Linked DNA regions of Gasterosteus aculeatus: region 2 is linked to region 1. Evidence: chromatin contacts called from public Hi-C data. All regions are on one chromosome and are shown on one strand. The core of a region is the stretch at or near the end of the contact, and the rest is flanking DNA. Distances in the headings are between cores, read along the strand shown. Region 1 holds the start of mecom (MDS1 and EVI1 complex locus). Region 2 overlaps mecom (MDS1 and EVI1 complex locus).

Region 1 (3,779 bases), core at 540-3,039:
TGAAATAATTTGTAGCAAATCAAGCCCAGACTGACCACATGTTTCCGGCATTTTTCTAAGATTCAGCAGATTTAAAACACTTAACAGGTATGTGGGCCTACAGTGGTCAAATGTGGCAATTTTTCACCTATTTTTTCAGTAAATTATTAGATTATTTTTGATTCAGCATATTTTGACCAGATTTCATTATCAGAATTTGTAATATACATTATTATAATTGTGTATTGTGAAGAAATGTATGTCTGTTGAATTTAATAATTCAATGCAAGCTCCCAAAATATCAATATTCTCATTTTCCATTTTTTATTTTGTTTCCACACAGGTTTGGTTGAACAAAGCAGTGATAAATATCCCCGTTGATCACTTGATTGATTACCTTGCTCAAAGGTCAGGCTGGCGCTGGTAATTTCCTTGTGCCGGAGGCTCCCTTTTCACTTTTAGTCCGCCTTCACGGCCCCTAATACAGATCATGTTATGTTTTTTAACCCCTTAACAGCTGCCCACGCTGCTACTGTAACGCAGCAAACATACATAACAACTTGTTTCTAACAGAGGTGCCCTTGCGATAAACAATAATGAATAAAGTTTGGTACCATATATGTGTGGGTCAATTTAAATGAAAATAAAAGAGTTGGGGCAATATGTTCTGTTTGCAACCGTGTGGGTCTCGAACCCAATTAATTTCTAATAATTACAATCCACGGGGCTTTGGGGATGTCCGCGGCGCTGCGCGCTGCCACCGGGTTCAGCGTATCATAATAAAATATATGTATAGAGAAAGTGCTTCAGAGGAATGGGGGGGGGGGGGGGGGGTTACTTATTGCAGGGAATGAAAACTGTTTCCATTTAGGCTAATTGAGCACGCCGCCTGAAGCTCTCTCTCTCTCTCTCTCTCTCTCTCTCTCTCTCTCTCTCTCTCTCTCGCGCGCGCGCGCACCATCTTCTCGCGCACTCCCGCTTAATAAAATCCAGGGTGTCATTACAATGAAGGTAGAGTGAGATACAATAAAGTATACATGCGAACCGCTCTGACGTCAGTGCGTCTGTATGTGTGGATTTGGCACTTTGGGGGTTTTATCGTCTTTATTGTCTGTTTGCTATTGTTGCTAATATTGACTTTGAGACTTTTATCTCCATTCATATGAACTTTTTTCCTCGGGCCTTATATGTTTGTTTTTCCCAGGGCATGATGTCTGGATCAGTTTCAACACAGTTGAGAATCGATAGCTCGAGTTCATCCACAAGGTCAACATGATCTCACGCGCGTCTAATTAATTGCCAATTACTGTGATTATGCTTGGGAACAGATATCTATATATTTTTAGCAGTAGTGGGATTGCGGTTTTTGTATCTACTGGTACTCTGTTTTGTTAAATATATGACCACTATACAGTGTTTATGTGATAACAGAGTTGTATTGACATGTAGTGCCTTAAAGAGTGTGGCCCGTTTCTTTCAACCCTAAACGAAACGAAGCCAACCATTATTCCAACCACCAAGACGAAGACTCGGACACAAGTAGTTCTTCTTTCTTTCCTTTCTTTCGCGATGTTCTCCTTCAAAGTCAAATCAAGTGAAAACATCCCTTTCGAGCCCTGAGCAATTACCACGTGATGAAATGTACGCATTGCAACAGAAACGTCTCAAACGGGCATTAATTCTGAGCACTTAACATATTAATTATTGTCAGCACAAAGCGGAAGAGAGAGAGAGAGAGAGGGAGAGAGAGAGAGAGAGGAAAGAAAACCTGCACTCATATTAGGGCTGTCAGTCGGGTGCCCAAGCGGGAGAGGAAGGAGGGAGGTGGGGGGGGGGGTCATTCATTTCCCAGTGCTCGGTATAATGGTCAAAAACACAATTAAAATATATAAAATCTTTAATGACTATATGCAGCATTGGTAATTTAGGTGAACGTTGATTAATGTGACTTCCCTCGGAGAGAAAAGGTGCAGAGTAAAGATTGAGAACAAGGATCGTTGTAATAAATGTCCTCCACGCAGAGCAGCTCCGCGCTGCTGCACTGCAACACACACAAAAAACTACACCCAGAGCTTTTTATGTGGCGCTCATTGTTGAACTTTTTTTCCCTCTTTTACTTTGAAAATATCGACAAATGATTATTGCATTGCTTTTTAGCGACGTTCAACTTGTTTTTTTCTCAATGTGAACTGTGTTGCGTTGCCTTCTGCTGCCTTCGGCTGCGAGGTCCTCGTCCTGAAATAAGTGCACGCTGCGGGGGACGCATCTCAATTAGAAAGTTCCTCACTCCTCTGAAATCTGAGGCTTCCACAACGTCGGACATTTTTTTGTTTTTGTTTTGCAGTGTGCGATGTTTTGTCGGAAAACTCTTGCCACGAAAAGGGAGATGTCCACGATTCACACCATCTTGACCGGATCAGGTTGATATCAAAAGTGATAAATCGTCCCAAACTTTTTTTTCTTTTTTTTCTGTCACTTGCTGCCGGCAGATCTCGTTGCTGTGCGCATGTGCGAAGGTGTCCAGACTGACAATGCTGGAGAGATAGCGCGTTTGGATTTAGAAACCCGGCGAAAAAAGGACAGAGAGAAAACAAAAAAGGACGAAAACAAAACAACAACAACAAAAAAAACATCCAAGAAAAAAATCCAAACAAACCTACTCCGAGAGACCGGCACCATGAGGTCCAAAGGCAGGGCACGGAAACTGGCCACGAGTAGGTGCAACATCCCTTTTCTTCCCTTTTGCCATATTATGTACCTATACAGACTGTCGCTGTTATCAATAGTTTTCCGTAACGATTACTTTTCCGCCAGGAAAAAACACGTATCCGCTTTTTTTAAAACCTTCTCAAGTGTCAAAACGCCGGTGTTCTCGCGAGGAGAAAAAAAAAAAAAGAATTAAACGCTGCCCTCCAGAAGAGGGTAAACTTTAAAGTTTTGCGCCCGGATGGAGGAACTTTGTGCAGGGCTCCAGCAGTCGCAATGGCCGGGTCGCACGTAGTGGGCGCTGTAGTGTAGTCTGGTGCGTTTCAGGTTCGAATCCCCTTCGCATCGGCGGCGGTTTTCTGCAGTCGCTGCGCGCTGCTCGGTCGCAGGGAGCAACTCGGAGACACGCCGTTCGGTGCCGGGAAATAAGGAGAAAAAGGAGGATGCGTTGGACGCGCACGGTGCATGCGCTGCGGGGAAACGGGGGGATCGTGTTTGTAACTCTTTGTGTGTTTGTGAGTCCGGCGGTTTCGTTCCCGAGCTCGTTTTAATGCGTAATGTGTTGATTGTAAAAATGATATGGAACTTCGGGGAGAAAAGAACAACAAATGCACCGAGATGTTATTATGTAATTATTTTGAAGCACGACTGTTTTTAGTGTGCAGACTGTTCACTGTGTGCACCGCATGGATTTGCTAACAAAATGTACGTAGGAGAAAAATTCTTACTTAAAGTATTAATTGAGTTTGATTAAATGATGTGTAATATCACTCTCGTCATTAAATTGATTTAATTCCTTCGAGCCAATCAACTATAAGATGTTATGCAATGAGATGATTGATGTGGTGATTCATGCATTGATTTGCTACAATAAATTATCAAGAATTATATACATATATTTTCTCAAAGCTGTGCCAATCGAGCTTTATTATATGTGTTCATTTCTATATTTGCATCAGTGTTCGGTGTCCTTGTGCTTTGTGGTTTTTCATTTGTTTTTAAGGATGACGTTAAATTGTTGAGGTTATTTTCTTTGCAAAATTTACAGTAATAATCTAGAATTGCGTTGCAGACCTTTTGGCGAGGAAATAAAA
Region 2 (3,779 bases), core at 680-3,179, 97 kb after region 1:
TAGTTTTGTTTTTTGTGATTTATTGTTGCAGGAAACCATTACTTGACATTTTTAGTGCGGCAATGGGAATGTTATTTTCCCTTGAAAAAGTTCCTCAAAGCTGAATAAAAAAATTAATATCACCGTTATATAATAGATTTTTTATTTTGTGGTAGTGATCAAATATATATATATTTTTTCAATCCAAAATTGCTGTGGAAAATTCTGATAATAAATATTTAAAAACGGCACACACGCATTTTTATATTTCAAAGAACTTTTTAGGTCATTAAAAATACCTTCCTAATGTACACAAATTGCATGTGGGTACAGGAATTTGTACGTTTTTGTGCATAGCGTGCATGTGCGTGTGCGCGTGTATGTGTTGTACCACAGACCAGCTCTTAACATTTGAGTCTTATTTCTTTGTGGGAGGTATGTGGTTAGTCAGTGTTTGGACACAGTAACCTGGACTGATACTGATCAAAGTCTGAACCCCCCTCCCCTCCCTCCCCTCCCTTACCTCCCTCCCTCCATCATCCCTTCTCTCTCTCTCTCTCTCTCTCTCTCTCTCTCTCTCTCTGCAGATCTTGGACAGGTCAGGCCATGTAAAATTCTGCGTGGATGCCAGCAAGCCAGATATCGGGAGCTGGCTGAAGCACATCCAGTTTGCCCCTGCGGCCAAGCAGCATAACCTGACCGTGTGCCAGATAGGCGACCAGGTACGTGGCTCGACCGCCTCAACAAAATACAAGATGGATATGATCTGACGAAAAGAAAAACAAAGAGATAGACAGAGAAAGGGGGGGGGTGGGGGTCTTGATTTCAAACTCCCACATGGTGATGTGCCCGAATCTCGCTGTCTGCTGAAAGTCATTTAAAAGCCCCTTAAAAACTGCTTCTGATGTCAGAAGGCTTCCCCCCTGTATTGTTCCGACGGTTGTCCTGTCTGCGTGCTGTTGTGTTAAAAGGTATTATCATGATCCAAGTCAGATACTCCCACGAGCATCTGGCCCACCCTGCCTTCAGTCCTAACACACACACACACACACACACACACACACACACACACACACACACACACACACACGCACACACACCTCTCCCCCCACGCTGAACCGCAGAAACTCTTCGCTATCTGCGTGTGTTTTCATTTTTTTAAATTGTGCTCTGGCTTCTGCCGTGCGAGGACCACAGGGCAGGATCACAGGCGGCCCGCCGAGATGATCGTTCCACACACTTCCCGGTCACGCTTAGCGATATAAACTCGGAAGACACGCCAGGAATGTCCACAGTCTTTTAGCTGCTCACCTGGCTGCCCCGGCGGGGCGGGGAGGGGAGGGGAGGGGGGGGGGGGGGGGGGAGGTGCGTGCCGCGCACATGGGGGCCTGTTCACCTCGGTAATCCCGAATTCTCCTCGACACCGGAGACCTTGCAGCAAAGGCGGGAAGGCTAAACTCGATTTGACACGTGCATGGAAGCGTGGCGTGGCGCTCGACCCCCGGATGAAAAGACGTCATCTCGGCGTGCACGCTTGTCATCGCTTCACACGCCGGTGGTCCACCCGGATTACCTGTTGAGCGTCGCCTGTCGGATTTGTTACATGACAGTGACGCATCTAGGCGCCGGAAAAATCACCTGGAGATCTTTAAAGGGGCCAAAAAGCTCAACGCTCCCCGAGAACGAATCTCCCGCCCTTCGTGCGCGTGTCTCAACCCTCGCGGTAAAGAGGGGAGAGGGGAGACCACGATCTTTCTCACCAACAGCACGGGGGGGGGGGGGGGGGGGGAAAGAAGAACGAGTAGAAGAGCTTTTCCTCGAAGCACTTCCCGGCTCTCCTCTAAAAGAGGCGGAGAGAGCTTTTCTATGGCGGCGAGACCCGCTGTCATCGCCGCGGTTCTGCTCCGGTGGCCGTGTAAGGCCCCGACAGGTCACGGACATGGCTGTGATGAGGCGATTGTTAAGTACTACACACTGTCACAACACGCCACAATGTACCGTCTTTAAGCCTTCCGGCCGACATTGGTGTTTTTTGAAAACATTGTAGCGCCTCACAATGCCTGTCTGTATGTTTTAAAATGAACGGAGTGGGAGGGGGAAGGGGGGGGGGGGGGTCCTGTTAAGCGGCTGTCAGTTTTTGATAGCGTTTGTGTGTGTGTGTGCGAGTGTGTGTGCGTCTGTGTGTGCGCGTTTACGAGTTTTCTTTTTTATTTGCATTGACTCGTGGTGAGTGTGAAGAAGTGTTTCATTGTGTCGTCTGGAGTGCGCGCACACACACAAACACACGCACACAAACACACACACACCTGAAACTGCCGGTTTCCACATGCATGGACGCATGCGTGAACTTGAGCGCGCGTGTCTGCGCGCACGCTGTCCGCGCCCGGGAATCGTTGGTTGCGCGTCCGATGACTCCCCGCGCTCCTCATTCTGGGGCTGGAAACGTTAAAACACACCTAGCTGATCCCAGCCGGCTTTTTACTGCCGCGCAGAAGTGCTGAATCGAGGCCCGGCCCGAAACCACACATTACACAACGAGTCCCATCAGCACCTTTTCACAGGCCGAGCAACCCAACACCAAAGTCTTCCCTCGGAGGCAAATTCTGCCAACTATTCCACTATTGCACAATTTTTTTATTTTTTTTTGAGGACGAGGTCACAACAGCAGACAGTGATTCGATGGTCATTTGGGTCTCGGTTGTTTTTAAAGCAGCAATTCAGCCGAGACAGTAAAACTGGCCTCTGTCCTCTTATTCCTGACCCAGTTCTGTTTATCATAAAACTTTATGGCCAATCTCGGGAGGGTGAAGGAGTGAGAAAAAGAAGCAATGAGCGAGAAGAGAGAGAGAGAGAGAGAGAGAGAGAGAGAGAGAGAGAGAGAGAGAGAGAGAGGAAAAGGCCTGTAACGTCTTATTGGAGGAACAGATCGGAATCCCTCTTCTCATTTCCTTCTCTCCTTCTCTCCCGTAATTCATTTTTAACCTGTCTGTGAAGGCATTAGAGCAGCTGCAGAGGACATCTTCAACAAATATTAATATTAAATATTAACGTTTTTTTCCCCAATACAGTCAAATACAGTCTTCTCTTTGGCCACAATTCCTCACAAAGTTGCAAAGTGGAAATAGAAATGAAGAATTTAACTTATTTGGCTCTGAAACATTTTGTCACTAAATGTCCAGCTGTTTGAATCAAATGGGACTTAAGTTACAGATTCAATTGGTTCTCCAGCTTTGAATTTAGTCCTTTACAAATAGAAACAGGTAGAGAAACTCCACACGATTCAGCAGTTATTCATTATTCTTTATTATGCAAAATTATTTAAAAGGATTCAGAGAAAATAATAAACTCATTAAATCTTTTAACTTCATCCTGCAACCTGCTGTTTGTGTCCAACTTTAGCCTTTGACCACCGCTGCCACCCGCGCCCCTCAAACCCTCATATCCTCATTTGTTTTGCACTGAGCTGAAACCACGCAGCCGGAGCACTTCTCCCATAGATCCCACCGCGATCGCCGTGTTTTGTCGTTAAGATAATTAGGGCAATTAGGGCTGGCCACCCCTCCTCTGTGCTCCTCACTCCACCGATTCAATTGAAAGGAAAATGGATTAAAACAGTAATTAACATCCTCCAACGAGGCCCCGAAGAGCCTTTCATAAGATAGTGCAGAGGGATATGAGCGTTAATCTCCTTCGCTCTATTGATTCTCACTCCGTATTGAGTGGGATGAAGTGGTTGAGGGGCATATTAGCCAAACACTGACAGTCGTTCACGGCGCTAATACGCTGGACTGTGACTCAGT

Evidence for each region. Hi-C and Micro-C count contacts between places; a contact is called where the count stands out from the background.
Region 2: a Hi-C map of skeletal muscle shows a contact between it and region 1, with 4 times the contacts expected there. The contact joins the enhancer-like site here to the promoter of mecom in region 1. A contact is called at or near these places in 3 of 6 Hi-C or Micro-C datasets (skeletal muscle, tail fin and whole body).

The regions. Positions count from the first base shown.
Region 1 is chr1:6,192,039-6,195,817 of fGasAcu3.hap1.1, forward strand. mecom (MDS1 and EVI1 complex locus) reads left to right here and starts at 1,790. Exons shown (of 17, transcript XM_078098359.1): 1 at 1,790-2,693. The coding sequence starts at 2,486.
Region 2 is chr1:6,288,597-6,292,375 of fGasAcu3.hap1.1, forward strand. mecom (MDS1 and EVI1 complex locus) reads left to right here. Exons shown (of 17, transcript XM_078098359.1): 3 at 567-701. Among protein-coding and RNA genes, the nearest start is that of LOC120827763, 50 kb to the right of the region's middle. Within about 2 kb of position 1,930, at least 1 of the 9 cell types and tissues checked has open chromatin away from gene starts, as enhancers often do.